2 separate regions of the Capra hircus genome follow, and region 2 is linked to region 1. Evidence: chromatin contacts called from public Hi-C data. All regions are on one chromosome and are shown on one strand. Each heading gives the region's core, a stretch centred on a gene start, on an enhancer-like site or on the middle of the called end of the contact. The rest is flanking DNA. Distances are from core to core; before and after follow the strand shown. Region 1 has its middle 75 kb from the start of C1H21orf91. Region 2 has its middle 81 kb from the start of BTG3.

What was found. A called contact is a pair of places that touch in the nucleus more often than the background predicts.
Region 2: a contact with region 1 is called in a Hi-C map of liver, with 5 times the contacts expected there. The contact joins two enhancer-like sites. A contact is called at or near these places in 4 of 5 Hi-C or Micro-C datasets (blood and liver).

The regions. Positions count from the first base shown.
Region 1 is chr1:17,758,429-17,765,325 of ARS1.2, forward strand. No RefSeq gene overlaps it. Among named protein-coding and RNA genes, the nearest start is that of C1H21orf91, 75 kb to the right of the region's middle. Within about 2 kb of position 2,568, at least 1 of the 5 cell types and tissues checked has an H3K27ac peak or open chromatin away from gene starts, as enhancers often do.
Region 2 is chr1:17,944,400-17,951,296 of ARS1.2, forward strand. No RefSeq gene overlaps it. Among named protein-coding and RNA genes, the nearest start is that of BTG3, 81 kb to the right of the region's middle. Within about 2 kb of position 3,097, at least 2 of the 5 cell types and tissues checked have an H3K27ac peak or open chromatin away from gene starts, as enhancers often do.

The DNA of each region.
Region 1 (6,897 bases), core at 1,318-3,817:
CCAACCCTTGGTTTTCTAGCATTTCTCAGTTTTATTGGAAAACACATTCCCACCATGACCAACTACAAGTTACTGATGTCACTGAATGCAGAGCTGTTAAAGATACCTAGCAACACACCATTATCTGGTATTTCCACCACATAAATACAGAACACATAAACACTTCAACAGGCAATTTTACTATTATCAGTAATGCAGTAAAATTGTAATAAAATAATTATGGAGTGATGAGTTTTGAGCATATTACTTTTGTTGTTCAGCTGCTAAGCTGCGTCCAACTCCTTGTGACCCCGTGGATTGCAACATACCAGGCTTCCCTGTCCTTCACTATCTCCCAGAGTTTACTCAAATTCATAGCCATTGAGTCAGTATAATATCCAACCATCTCATCCTCTGCCACCCACTTCTCATTTTGCCTTCAATCGTTCCCAGCATCAGGGTCTTTCCAATGAATTGGCTCTTCACATCAGGTGGCCAAAGTATTGGAGCTTCAGTTTCAACATCAGTCCTTCCAATGAATATTCAGGGTAGATATCCTTTAGGATTGACTGGTTTGGTCTCTTGCTGTCCAAGGGACCCTCAAGAGTCTTCTCCAGCACTACAATTCAAAAGCATCAGTTCTTGAGTGCTCAGCTTTCTTTATGGTCCAACTCTCACATCCATACATGACTACTGAAAAACCGTAGCTTTGACTATACAGAACTTTGTTGGCAAAGTGATATCTCTGGTTTTCAGTATGCTATCTAAGTTTGTCATAGCTTTCCTTCCAAGGAGCAAGTGTCTTTTAATTTCATGACTGCAGTCAAATTCTTGAAAATGTAACACTTGGCTCCTGTGAATGGGCATGACTGAGCTCCAGTATACCACAGCCCATACCATCGTTCTCTCCTATCTGTCCATGTCTTTGGTGTTGTCACCCTGGCTCCTCCAGCCTTTTATGGACCTTATTTCCAGATCTTCTGTTTCTCTCAATCTGGGCTCCTCACCCTGCTCCTCAAGGCTGAGCTCAGCCTCACTTTCTTCACCACCCCCACCTGGCCCCATCCCCAAAAACTTTCATGTCTGTACCTCACCACGCCCAGCCCCTCTCCCAGCAACACACACCATGCCAACCCATGGAAGCCTCCCCCACTGCCTCTGGGGAGGGGTCCAGAGATTCCTCACAGCTTCCCTCAGCAATCAAGACCACAGCTGAGGAGGTCAGTCCTGAACTCCCAAGTCATAATTTCCAAGGCATTGTCTCATGGAATCATTGTCACAATATTTTGTTAGGCTCTTTTGGTGTTATATTTTAAGTACGTCGTGTATTCTAACAGGGATTTATAAGCAAATCAGAGGTGTTGATCTCCTTACAAGAAAGATGCATTTAGACTTCTAAACTTAGAAAGGAACTTTGGAAACATATTCAAATAGAAGACTAATCTATTCTGAAGGAGATCAGCCCCAGGATTTCTTTGGAAGGAATGATGCTAAAGCTGAAACTCCAGTACTTTGGCCACCTCATGCAAAGAGTTGACTCATTGGAAAAGATTCTGATGCTGGGAGGGATTGGGGGCAGGAGGAGAAGGGGACGATAGAGGATGAGATGGCTGGATGGCATCACTGACTCGATGGACGTGAGTCTAAGTGAACTCCAGGAGTTGGTGATGGACAGGGAGGCCTGGCGTGCTGCGATTCATGGGATCGCAAAAAGTCGGACACGATGGAGCGACTGAACTGAACTGAACTGACACATATTTATACACTTTTGATTTATAGAACTACGTCCACCAGAGGGCAGCAAAAATTTTTGTATGTGAATAACCTTTCCTCAATGCAGAAATTGAAAGCAAACGTGTATTATTCCTTGCTAAATAGAAAACCATTAGGTCCTAGATCATTTAATGTGGCAATAAATAAGTAGGAGACTTTATTTCTTAAGACAAAAAAATCATAAATGCATAAATATTCCTATTTAGTTTTGAGAATTTCAACATTATGAAGAGATATGTTAAGGCTTAAATTTTATTTTTTACTCCAAAGCCTCAAACCAGTAGCCCACTTTATTCTCACATTTTTGCTCTCCATGATATCAGTTACCTTCAGTCAACTGCAGTCTGAAAATATTAAATGGAAAATTTACAGAAAAAAAAAAGTCGTGTGTTAAATGGCAGTCATTCTGAGCAGCACAAAGAAATCTCTCACCATCCCGCACAGGATGTGAGTCATCCCTTTGTCCAGGTATCCACACTGGATAGACTACCTGACCATTGCTGTTTGTTGTTTAGTCACTCCCTCGTGTCCAACTCTTCTGCAGTCCCATGGACTGTAGCCCACCAGGCTGTGGAATTCTCCAGGCAAGAATAGTGGAGCAGGTTGTCATTTCGTCCTCCAGGAGATCTTCCCAACGCAGGGAGTGAACCTGCATTTCTGTGTCTCCTGCAATGGCAGGCAGATTCTTTACCACTGAGCCATGGAGAAGCCCTACCGGCCCGTTAGAAGAGGAAAAAACAGTTTCAGGCATCCACTGGAGGTCTTGGATATCCCATGGATAAGGTGGGACTACAGTATTAACTTTCTTAGTAGTCAACTCTCAAGCTGGTTACTCACGGATCCATTCAACATTTATTTTTTTGCACACTTCTCACATTGAAAACACTGTTAGCAATCACCACTTCTGAGGCATCAGTTCAGTTCAGTTGCTCAGTCGTGTCCGATTCTTTGCAACCCCATGAACTGCAGCACCCTAGGCCTCCCTGTCCATCACCAACTCCCGGAGTTCACCCAAACTCACATCCATTGAGTCGGTGATGCCATCCAACCATCTCATCCTCTGTTGTCCCCTTCTCCTCCTGCTCTCAATTTTTCCCAGCATCAGGGTCTTTTCCAGTGAGTCAACTCTTCGTATCAAGTGGCCAAAGTATTGGAGTTTCAGCTTCAACATCAGTCCTTCCAATGAACACCTAGGACTGTTCTCCTTTAGGATGGACTGGTTGGACCTCCTTGCAGTCCAAGGGACTCTCAAGAGTCTTCTCCAACACCACAGCTCAAAAGCATCAATTCTTTGGCACTCAGCTTTCTTTATAGTCCAACTCTCACATCCATACATGACCACTGGAAAAACCATAGCCTTAACTTGAGGAATACAAAAATGATTGCCAGTCTGTATTAGTCAGAGCTCTCCAAAGAAACAGAAACAACAGAAGTCACATATGTGTGTAAAGAGATTTTTTAAAATGAACTGACTCATGCAATTATGGAGGCTGGAAGTCTGAAACCTGTAGGGCAGGCTGGCAATTCAGGCAGGAGTTGATACTGCAGTCTCCAGGCAGAATTTCCACTCTAGGAAACCTCAGGTTTTGCTCTTAAGCCCTTCAACTGACTGGGTGAGGCCCACCTATATTATCAGACCTAATGTCTTTTACATAAAAGAAGCTATTCACCACATCTACAAAATGCCTTCACAACAACACTTAGTTTTGAGTTTAATTAAGTAACTGGTTAGAATAGACTAGCAAAGTTGACCAATAAAACTAACCATTAAATTGCTCCAAAACATTTCCCCTATCCAAGTGCCATGTTCTAAAATGCCATCCTCGGAAAATCATGCTTTGAGTCATGGATTTCTCCTCTCAGATATCATCTTCTAAAATGCAGTAGGTTAATACACCTACTTAGACATTAATGGGCCTCTGCCAGATTGTCACATATGTTTCCCCAGACAGAAGAAAGTCTGTGGCATTCTGAAAGCACTGAGCAGCTGGAGAGTCTGCTATGCTAAAAGGGAAGCTGCAATTTATCATCAACAACCACCAATATTCTAATTTTACACACAATTTTCCCTCCCCAAAAGAGTTGGTATTTTTGGCATGTTGTAAGAAACTACATTTTGTTGTTTTTAGAAACTGCATCCACCTTGTAACCCAGCAACTAAACAACTATATCATGCTTCACTCTCTCTTGTTCACGGTGCTATGCAAGTTTCAGTTCAAAATGCTTTGCTTATTGTACTTCAATAAAAAGATTCACAAAAAGAATGGATAAGCTGACTCCAGTGATGAAGAAATAAGAGACAAACCCAAAATGGGAAACATTCCACTAAAAAGGGAAGAGTGTGTTCTTTAGAACTGTCAGTATCATAAAGCACAGAAATTTAAAGGCAAAGATTGAAGGACACAAAAGAGATATTACAAGTAAAGTCTGTACATCCCCCTAAACTGGACACTGTATCAGAGAGAAGAATAAAACTTCTGTGAAGGACAGTGGTCAATTCACATACTGGAATGTAGCCAGTGAACTGAATAGAGGCTAGAGTTATTTTGCTTTCATCTTTAGTTTGATGACTATGCTATGATTATTTGGGAGAATATCATTCTTAAGAGGAGACTGGGTTCAGAAAAAAAAAATGAACAATCTACATATAGGTAAAGAAAGAGCAAGAGACAAAAGGAATGGAACAAAATGTAGGTGACCCAGCATGAGGGGCATACAGCTGTTCTTTGTGCTGTTCTTACAACTGATATTTCTTGAAATTAGTTCCAAATAAAAACATTTTTTAAAGTTAATCAGAATTAGCTATGCTCCTTTATAAGAAATTCACTCACATGCCTTAAAGTGACAGTAACATTGCTTTGAGAAATCAACTCATCAGGACTCTTTCTAGCTCACATCTCATCACAGTCCAGAATGAATGGTGATGGGGGGTGGGGGTGGGGCGGGCTTCTACCTATGCCCAAAAGTTAGGGACCAGGACCCTTTCCATCAGAGACCCTATCTTCTTTTGGTCCCCAAGAGTCCTTCCAATCAGCCAGGAAATAAAAGAGGAATGCACATGGAAGTTTCTCTGTGTACCAGTCTTGAAATGGTCCCATCATTCCTGCTCACTTGTCATTGCCCAGAACACTCACCTAGCAACAAATAACTGCAGGGGAGTCTAGAAAATGTGGGTAACCTGCGGGGGTCAGGAAGAAGATAATACAGGTATGGGGAAATACTAGCATCTGCTGAAATCAGTATCTTATTTTGCAGAGATTTTGGGGCACAACTGAAAAAAAAATAAAGCAGAGAGAAGAAAAGCAAGCACAGAAAATTACCTTGCAATCAGAAAACAAATCTTGAGATCAAAACTATGTCTCTCTCTCAGACCCTTTCTCCCCATGGAGGACAAACAGTCAAGATGGTGGAGTAGAGTTGAAACTGGAGGGAACTTAATATCATAAACTGAGTTTTAAGTTTTAAGAAGTGAGTTTTAAGAAACAGCCACAGATGTTATTCTACATGTGCACCACAGTATTAACAATAGAAATACAGGGCCATGATGCCTGTGAAAGCTAAGAGGAAGCTCAGGGATGATGCACAAGCCTAGGATGGGTTTCTCAGTGTGGAGAATTTACTCCTCCCATCTGCCAGTCCATCCCCCTCTCCCACATCCTTTTCCTTCCAGGAAATTTACAATTGTGTCTCTTTCATGAAATCTCTGCTCCAGCTCACATTCATTTCTTTCAAATTGTCTCTTACTGCCTCTCCAACTAATATGAAGTGTTTTAGACTGTGAAAATTCTTTCTCTGTGTTTAGAATAATTTATTCAAGATTCAGAAATATATAGGTGGTCTCTATTTTGTATACCTTACACCTAGTCCAGTGTTGAGCCCATAAAAAGGGATGAATAAATATGTCACTTGATTTGCTTCCACTTTTGCTTATTGGGTAAGAGGGGTATCTCCTTAGCATGCACAGATCTTAGTTGGGAATAGGGAACCTATGAGTTCTCCTCCAGCATATTCTTAAACAAGGACTGAGTGTGTGCTTAGTCGCTTGGACGTGTCTGTCTCTTTGTAGCCCACCAGGCTCCTCTGTCCATGGAATTTATTAGGCAAGAATACTGGAGTGGGTTGCCATTCCTTCTGCAGGGGATCTTCCCAACCCAGGGATCAAACCTGATCTCTTAGGTCTCCTGCATTGGCAGATGGGTTCTTTACCACTAACACCACCTGAGAAGCCCCAAAACAAGGAATAGTCACACTTAATAAGTGATTGAGACAAGTCACACTTAATAAATGATCAAGTCACACTTAATAAGTGATCTCTTTGAATAAAGTGCAAATGACATTCTTTTTAATTACGTTCACTTTTCCCCCCTTAAATGCCTCAGGAAGACCTTGGTGATCTCTAGAAAACATGGGTATGGTCTAGGATCCCAGGCTAGAAATGAGCATAAGAAAGCCAGCAGTCTGAACAAAGGACTGATTTCTAGGTTTCCCTCTTCTGGGTCCCCAGTGCAGACAGCTGTTTCGGCAGTGTCTTCCTAGTCCAGTCATCTACAAAAATATGTGAAGCAGGCTTTAACTCAAGAACTTTGTGATGATAAAAATGTTAATTTGGATGGAAAGGATCTATTGTAAAAATTTTTAAATGATATTTTACTATATAGTTTACTACTAATAATACTAATATAATCATAATGATATAGTGAATACAAATAACATATGATATACAAAGAATTCTAAAATTATTTTCCAATATTTTTCTCAACATGTCTTGGAAGAAAATCCTCAGTCAAGGATGATCAAAAGAATCATTGCTAACAGGGTTCAATCCAGGTCCAAGTCCTCTTGTCTCCTGCTTACCCAATTTGTACATCCCTTTGGTTGAGAGCCATACACTGTTGGTGGTTGTACAGGTGTGCACCACAAGTAACTTGCTTCTAGCAGAATTGTTACTCTTACTGTCAGCTCATGGGCTTGCTCAGCATTCCATTTAGCATCTACTATTAACAGTTACACTGTTAACGTGGGTATTTTCACTGCTCTCCCCTATACGGACACAAGGCCTCCCTTCTGCCACTTGTTTCTGTTTTAAGCAGTCCATGTCCCATGAGGAGCACCCATTTCGGGTATACTACATGTTCAAGTGATGAG
Region 2 (6,897 bases), core at 1,847-4,346, 190 kb after region 1:
AACTGTAACAGATTATCTGAGACAATTCTGATTACTGGATCATGTGTCCTGGTTTGTGATTCAGAATATCTTGATCTTGTAACCCAAAACTGAACATAATAAATACTTGTCAACAGTATTTGCTCTTTTGGGAGCATAAAAGAAGCAACTAACTCTGCTGGTAGAATCAGGGGAAATTTCACAACAGATCAGTTAGTTGAATCTTGATGTAACTATGGGATTTTTCTAACTGGAGAAGATGGAGAACAGCATTCAAAGCACAGTGAAAATTTTGAGCCAATGTTCAGAAGTGAGTGTGATCAAGTACTAGAGAAGAGAGAGGGAGAGAAAAAAACCCACTAAAGTAAATACTGCAGAGATGAGAGCTTGGTAGCTGAGAGCATTGAAAGTCATGGTGAGGAATGTTCATTCCCTACCCCCACCACCAATTCGCTGGTTCCCCTCACCTGAGCTATACTGGCTATGTCAGAATTACCTGTAAAACTTGTTTCAAATCTATATTCTTGAGAGTCAGACCTGGATAATCTGATTCAGACCATTTGCAGTTCAGGCTATCTGGACTGTTTCTGAGAAACTCGGACGATGAGCTCAGGTTGGAAACCTTGAGGTGAAGACTAGAGGAAGCCCTTCTTAGTCTTGCTCCACAGGCCATTACCAAGATCTAAAACTGGTTGGTTCAGCTTTGGAGAGTTCCCCAAGAGGACAGGAAGCAGACTGGTTACCCCACATCCAATGAGAGTGGACTCTGTCTGGTCCTTCTGCTCCGCCCATCACCCCGCGTGCCTGGGCACTCAACATCCACTGGGCTTCTGGCCCAGGTCCAGGGGCTCACTTTGTCTCGATGTCCTTATCTGCAATCCAGTTTTCCTCTAGGTGGCTTCTGTAAGAGCCCTGAGTTACTTGGTTGGGGTAACTGCCTCAGATTTGCCCTTCCTGCCTTGTAGGGCTGGACATTAGTGAAGGTCTGACTCCAAAGCAAAGGGAATCTCAGACGCTTGTTCTCACCAGACTCATCAAAGTTGTTGGCAAATGAAGGTTTCAGTAGGAGGATGACATAAATGGGTCTATATTTTAGGATGATGGATTACAAAAAATAAGGGGAAACATTCAGAAGACTGGAGTAGTAGTTGAATGGGAGACAGTGAAGAACTGTGCAAATAACAGCTGAGAAAATGAACACAGGGGACTGAGAACTTGGTCACGGATTAGAGGCAGAGAGAATAAAAGCAGAGATGATGTCAAGGTTTTTAGTTTCATAAAACCATGTTTTTGCTGCATTAGCAATTTGCTTCTAAATCACTTGTTACCTATCTTTTAATCATACTCAAAGTTTTCATTGCATGGGGAAGCACCATTATTAAATGATGTCACAGTGTGTTGCAGCCCATGTATTTAAGAAAAAAAAAGCACTGAAACTACTGCCGTTTTGAAAGCCTTCCTACTGGTTGGAACTAATTTTCTCCACCACAAATATCAAACGTGCCTGGAAATATATAAAGCAATCATTTTCATCCCCCAGAAGTAATGCTATTATTCTGAACCCAAAGTAATCCACTTGAGATGTTATTTTAGAAAAATTTAAAAAGCATCAATAGTTTATCATAGAGAGGAAACTCTGCATTCAAAACTGCTAATCTGAAAAATTTTTTAAATTAGTGGCAGGCTACTCATCTTTTTGTTTCCATTTTTTGTTTCACATGAGTATTTCAGCTTTACTTAAAAATTTTACTTCTGACTAATTTGAACATATGTGCATTGCTTTAGTGTTTGGCTTGGAGAGAATTTTTCTTGTAAAAATAATTCAAAATCAAGTTTTGTTTTTGGAATGTTTATTCTGAGAGATGTGCATAGAGTCAAAGGGATAACTTAATATTCAGATTTACTCTTGGGCTTTAAAGGTGTCATTCAACATTAGAGCAATTGTGCTAAAATAACATGCTAATATTCAAAGGGGCTTCCCTGGTGGCTCAGATGGTAAAGAATCTGCTGGCAACGCAGGAGACCTAGGTTTGACCCCTGAGTTGGGAAGATCCCCTGGAGAAGGGAATGACTACCCACTCCAGTATTCTTGCCTGGAGAATCCTATGGACAGAGGACCCTGGCGGGCTACAGTCCAAAGGGTGACACAGAGTCAGACACAACTGAGCGACTAACAATATTGAAATGCTGTCCAGTCGCCATATCTTGATTCCTTGAAAGATGATAGCGGCCTTCTTTCCTCTGCTTGAAGTTGCCAAGTTAGAACCAATAGTTTAGCAATAAACCTGCCCATGTAGGACTCTTCATTCTTGATTTGGCTAGTGCCCAGCTCTAAATCAGAATATAGCAAAACTCTCAAGTTTTATGTGTGAAAAAACCGAACTCAAATGCTGAGTCCACAAACTCCCACAACGGAGCTGTTCCTCCCCGGTTTTGGCCGTAACCACTGGAACAGCCACCATGGGCCTGCATGCTCAGTCATTAACTCTTCCTTTAACCAGAATTTTATTCTTTCCTGGCTTTCCTCTTTCAACCAAATAATGGAGCAATTTGCAAAACTCCACTTCTGTTCCACAAATACCTTCCTACCATGGAGTGAGCTTTAATAACACACACTGTAGAAATTATTTCCCTCCTTGATGAGTTCATCTTGACCTTCTGTGTTCAGGAAGGAGAAACAACCCCTCTTCCCAAGGAGCGGATGAATAATTGCTTACAAGTAAGAAGAATGCTCCCGGGCAGGAGGAAGGGAGTTGCCAGCTCCTTCCTTGGTATCATGTTCCCTGCCAAGTAACAGTTGGTAGGCTGCCCCGTGATTTTCCACACTCCAGATTCAGTGAGGGTGACGCCCTTCTTCATTAAGATAAGCCAGAGAAAAGAGCAGCAGGTGTGGCGTATGTAATTCGCTGAGCCTGGACTCCAGACAAAGAAGCAAAAACCCCCTACACCTGCATGTAAGGACAAAGCTTTACCATAGCAGGAATTTGGGATTGAAAGCCAAGTTTGGAATTGCCTTAAGTCAAGTTGCAAAGAAAATCAGCACAGGCTAGGACTTGACCGGGTGTCTCAGGACTTGACAGCTCCCTTCTTTGGCTTCTTCCCAGCTGAAGCTTAAAAGTAGAGATAGCATGACCTGAACTGAGAGTTCTCAGGAGATTCAAGAAGAGGAGATCCTGTGGAGCAAGACTAAACCTTAGGTATCTTCTTCAAACTGCTTTCGCTTTCAGTAAGCTTCTGTTTGCGGGTGAGTGGAACAAATCCAGTTACTTTGTCCCCTTGAAGAATGGGGAGAGGATATGGAAAAGAGCCAACAGCCACATCCTGACAAGAAAGAAAGCAAAGTCGCTCAGTCGTGTCCCACTCTTTGGGATCCCATGGACTGTCCTCTGTCCATGGGGATTTTCCAGGCAAGAATACTGGAGTGGGTTGTCATTTCCTTCTCCAGGGGATCATCCCAACCCCGGGATCGAACCTGGGTCTCCTGCATTGCGGGCAGGTGCATTACCATCTGAGCCACCAGGGAAGCTCACATCGTGACATTCCTGACAAGAGCCGCATCAGTCCTTCCAGCAGGGGCAAACTTTGGCTCCATGTTACAGGTCTTGTAACTGAAGCTTGGAAATATTCCATCACTCACTCAAGGTCAAATGACTAATAATGGGCAGGGCCTGAATCTGTTGTTGTTGTTTTTGGCTGTGCTGGGTCTTTGTTGTGGCACCCAGGCTCCTCTGCTTGTGGTGTGGGCTTAGTTGCCCCAGGACAGCAAATGGGAATCTTAGTTCCCCGACCAGGCATCAACCATGCATTGGAAGGTGAATTCTTTATTTTTTTTAAAGGTTTACTTATTTATATACTTAGTTTAGTTTTTGACTGTGCTGGGTCCTCACTGCTGTACACGGGCTTTCTCTAGTTGTGGCAAGTAGCGGCTGCCCTTCGTTGCAGTGCACAGGCCTCTCATTGCAATCGCTTCTCTTGTTCCAGGCGCGTGAGCTTCAGTAGTTGTGGTTCCCAGGCGCAACAGCACAGGCTCAATAGCTGTGGCACACGTGCTTAGCTGCTCCATGGCACGTGAGATCTTCCCGGATCAGGAATCAAACTGATGTCTCCTGCATTGGCAGCGTGGATTCTTTACCACTGAACCACCAGGGAAGTCCCCAGAGCCTGAATTTGAACCCAGCATGGCCAAACTTACTACCCAGGGTTTGTCCTTTGTCCCTGTGATTCCCAAATGCCGGTCCCTGGACTGATGCTAGCCAACCATTCAGAAGACCTACCTGGGCAGCATTGTCAAAATGCCTAGACCACATACAGGCTCTTAAAAATCTAATCCAATAGATCTGGAATGAGACCTGGGAAACTGTGCTCTTAAAGTTTTACCTTGACATTCTTTTGCAGCCAGACTTGGGAACCAGTGCAGTATATATTTTTCTAAGACTTTTTTTTCCAGCAGTTAATCTCTTTTGTGCAAATCTTAACTCATCTCCCAAATCAAAGTATAATACATCCATCACTCATAGGGAATGTATCTGATGTTTCTTTGAACTGTGAAATATATTTTCAAAGTATTTATAATTCTAGTGCTCCACTGGAAGATGTCCTTGAGCTCTATTACATGCTTCCTTATGTTCAAAGAATGAGGGTGCATCCTTGGGATGAATGTGTAACCTACAATTGGCCCGCTGCAACACTCAGTCATTTCCTGCAGGGTTCAAGATTTTCCTTACTTCTGAGTGGCTCAGAATGCAGGGCTACCGGTGCTCAGGACCAGCTTCCCACCTCTTAAGACACTTCTGATTTACTGTACCTTCAGGGCTTTCTTTGTGTTAGACACGAGCTATGCATCTGTTTCACCAATTTTCTACAGTGCACTTTTTCCTAAGACCATTCTAATTTCAAATTCCCGCTAAAGACCCTGTTGAGCCCCTCTCGAGACCTGAGGAGAGGCTTTTTATATCCTTATGCCTTCCAGCTGAGGTTTTTTGTGGCCCTAGGTCCAGGTCTCCAAAGCTTATTTCTCTTCTTATTCACCCTTTTCTGTGAAAGAGTCCACAGCTAGACTGAAGGAGGATTTAGAAAACTGTAATCTAGGGGCCAACTCTAGCCTGGCACTTGTTTTTGTAAACAGCATATCACTGGAACACAACCAGGCCCATTCATCTGCTTGTGTGTGGCTGCTTTCATGCTACAGTGGCAAAACTGGGTAGCAGAGACCACACGCCCTGCACAGCCAGGAGCATTTAGTTTCTGGCCCTTTACAGAAAAAGTTTGCTGATCCATGGACAAGAGGGACATTTCTTGTTTTTAGTGAAAACATTTATAAATTTTCCTGCATCAGAGAAATACCACATATACTTCTGGGATCACTCAAAAACACATATGATGTGAGGATTTTGTCCTTTGCCTATTTTTCCTTATTTTAATCCTTTTTTTACAGCATAATATTTGTTGTTCAGTTGCTCAGTCATGTCTGACTCTTTGCAACCCCATGGACTACAGCACACCAGGCTTCCCTGTCCTTCACTATCTCCTGGAGCTTGCTCAAACTCATGTTCATTGAGTCAGTGATGCCACCCAACCACCTCATCCTCTGTCACCCTCTTCTCCTCCTGCCCTCAATAATATACATATTCTTTTTTTTTAATCACATTTTCAGATTATTCATGAGGCAAAATTAGGGTGTAAAAATGATCGATAGTCTTTTCAATAAAAGCCATTTTTTAATATATGATGAGTCACCTATTTATATATGTAAGGGGAAGTACTGTGGAGAAGATTATTTGAATCTCTGTTCATTTGTCATAATTCTCTCCTCTTAAACTTTCCCCCATCTGCTAAAATGAACCCCAGTTTCACCAATTTGTAATGTGTATTGCTGATAACAAAAGGAATCAATATTTTCTTTTAATTTTCCTTAAGCCATCTTGATAATTGGTGATGGTACAAAGTATATATCTAATAAAATATCAACCCAGGAAAGTAAATCTTAGAAAAAAAGTCTCATTGCTTTCTATGAAACTAATAACAGGCCTTTAAAAATCTCATTACTTTTTTCAAATATCACAAAAGTCACTAAAGAAAATCTTCCAGATTTGATATTTAATGATTGTCAACGTGCAACTGACTTGTACCTGAGATCTGCACCTTGTCTTTAATTATGCTCACTTTGCCTGCCAAGTTATTGACATTTAAAAGTACAAGTACGCCCTCTTGTGGCACATTGCAGTTACTGTCCTTTTCTACTACTAATTTAGCAAGCAGTTTGTTGTGTGGGTTTGTTAGTCATTCAGTCCTGTCTCATGCTTTGCGACCCAATGGGCTGCAGTCCACAAAGCTCCTCTGTCCATGGAATTCTCCAGACAAGAATAGTGGAGTGGGTAACCATTCCCTTCTCCAGGGGATCTTCCCGATCTAGGAATTGAACCGGGTCTCCTGCATTGCAGGCGGATTCTTTACCAGCTGAGCTACCGGGGAAGTACTGGTGGGACCAGCTCCCCGTATGTCTCCCCTGGACTGCTTGGGATTCTTTTGGTTTTTAATATACAAGCTCATCACTTACTAGTTTAACTGGGATCCCTTGAGCAAACTCCTGTAATATTCTCAGCCTTAATTTCTTACCCGTAAAATGGAGAGACTAATAATGGCACTTTCATACAGCTGTCATGAGGACTGAATACAAGAAGGAACACTAAGGTGCCTAGCTCCGGCTGGCGGCAGAAGAGGCTAACATGTGTTACAGCCAGCACTGCTATGAGATTTCCAAACATACCCTAACACTGTGATTTCTTAATATTCCCCCCTCCCCTTTTGCCACTCCCACTTTTCAAGTGTATTCTTAATCTGTTTTCTTAAATTATTTGTTTGTTCATATTTGCTTTTGCTTTCTGTGCGGCAATGGAAAACCTAGCCTTAAAAGTGTGG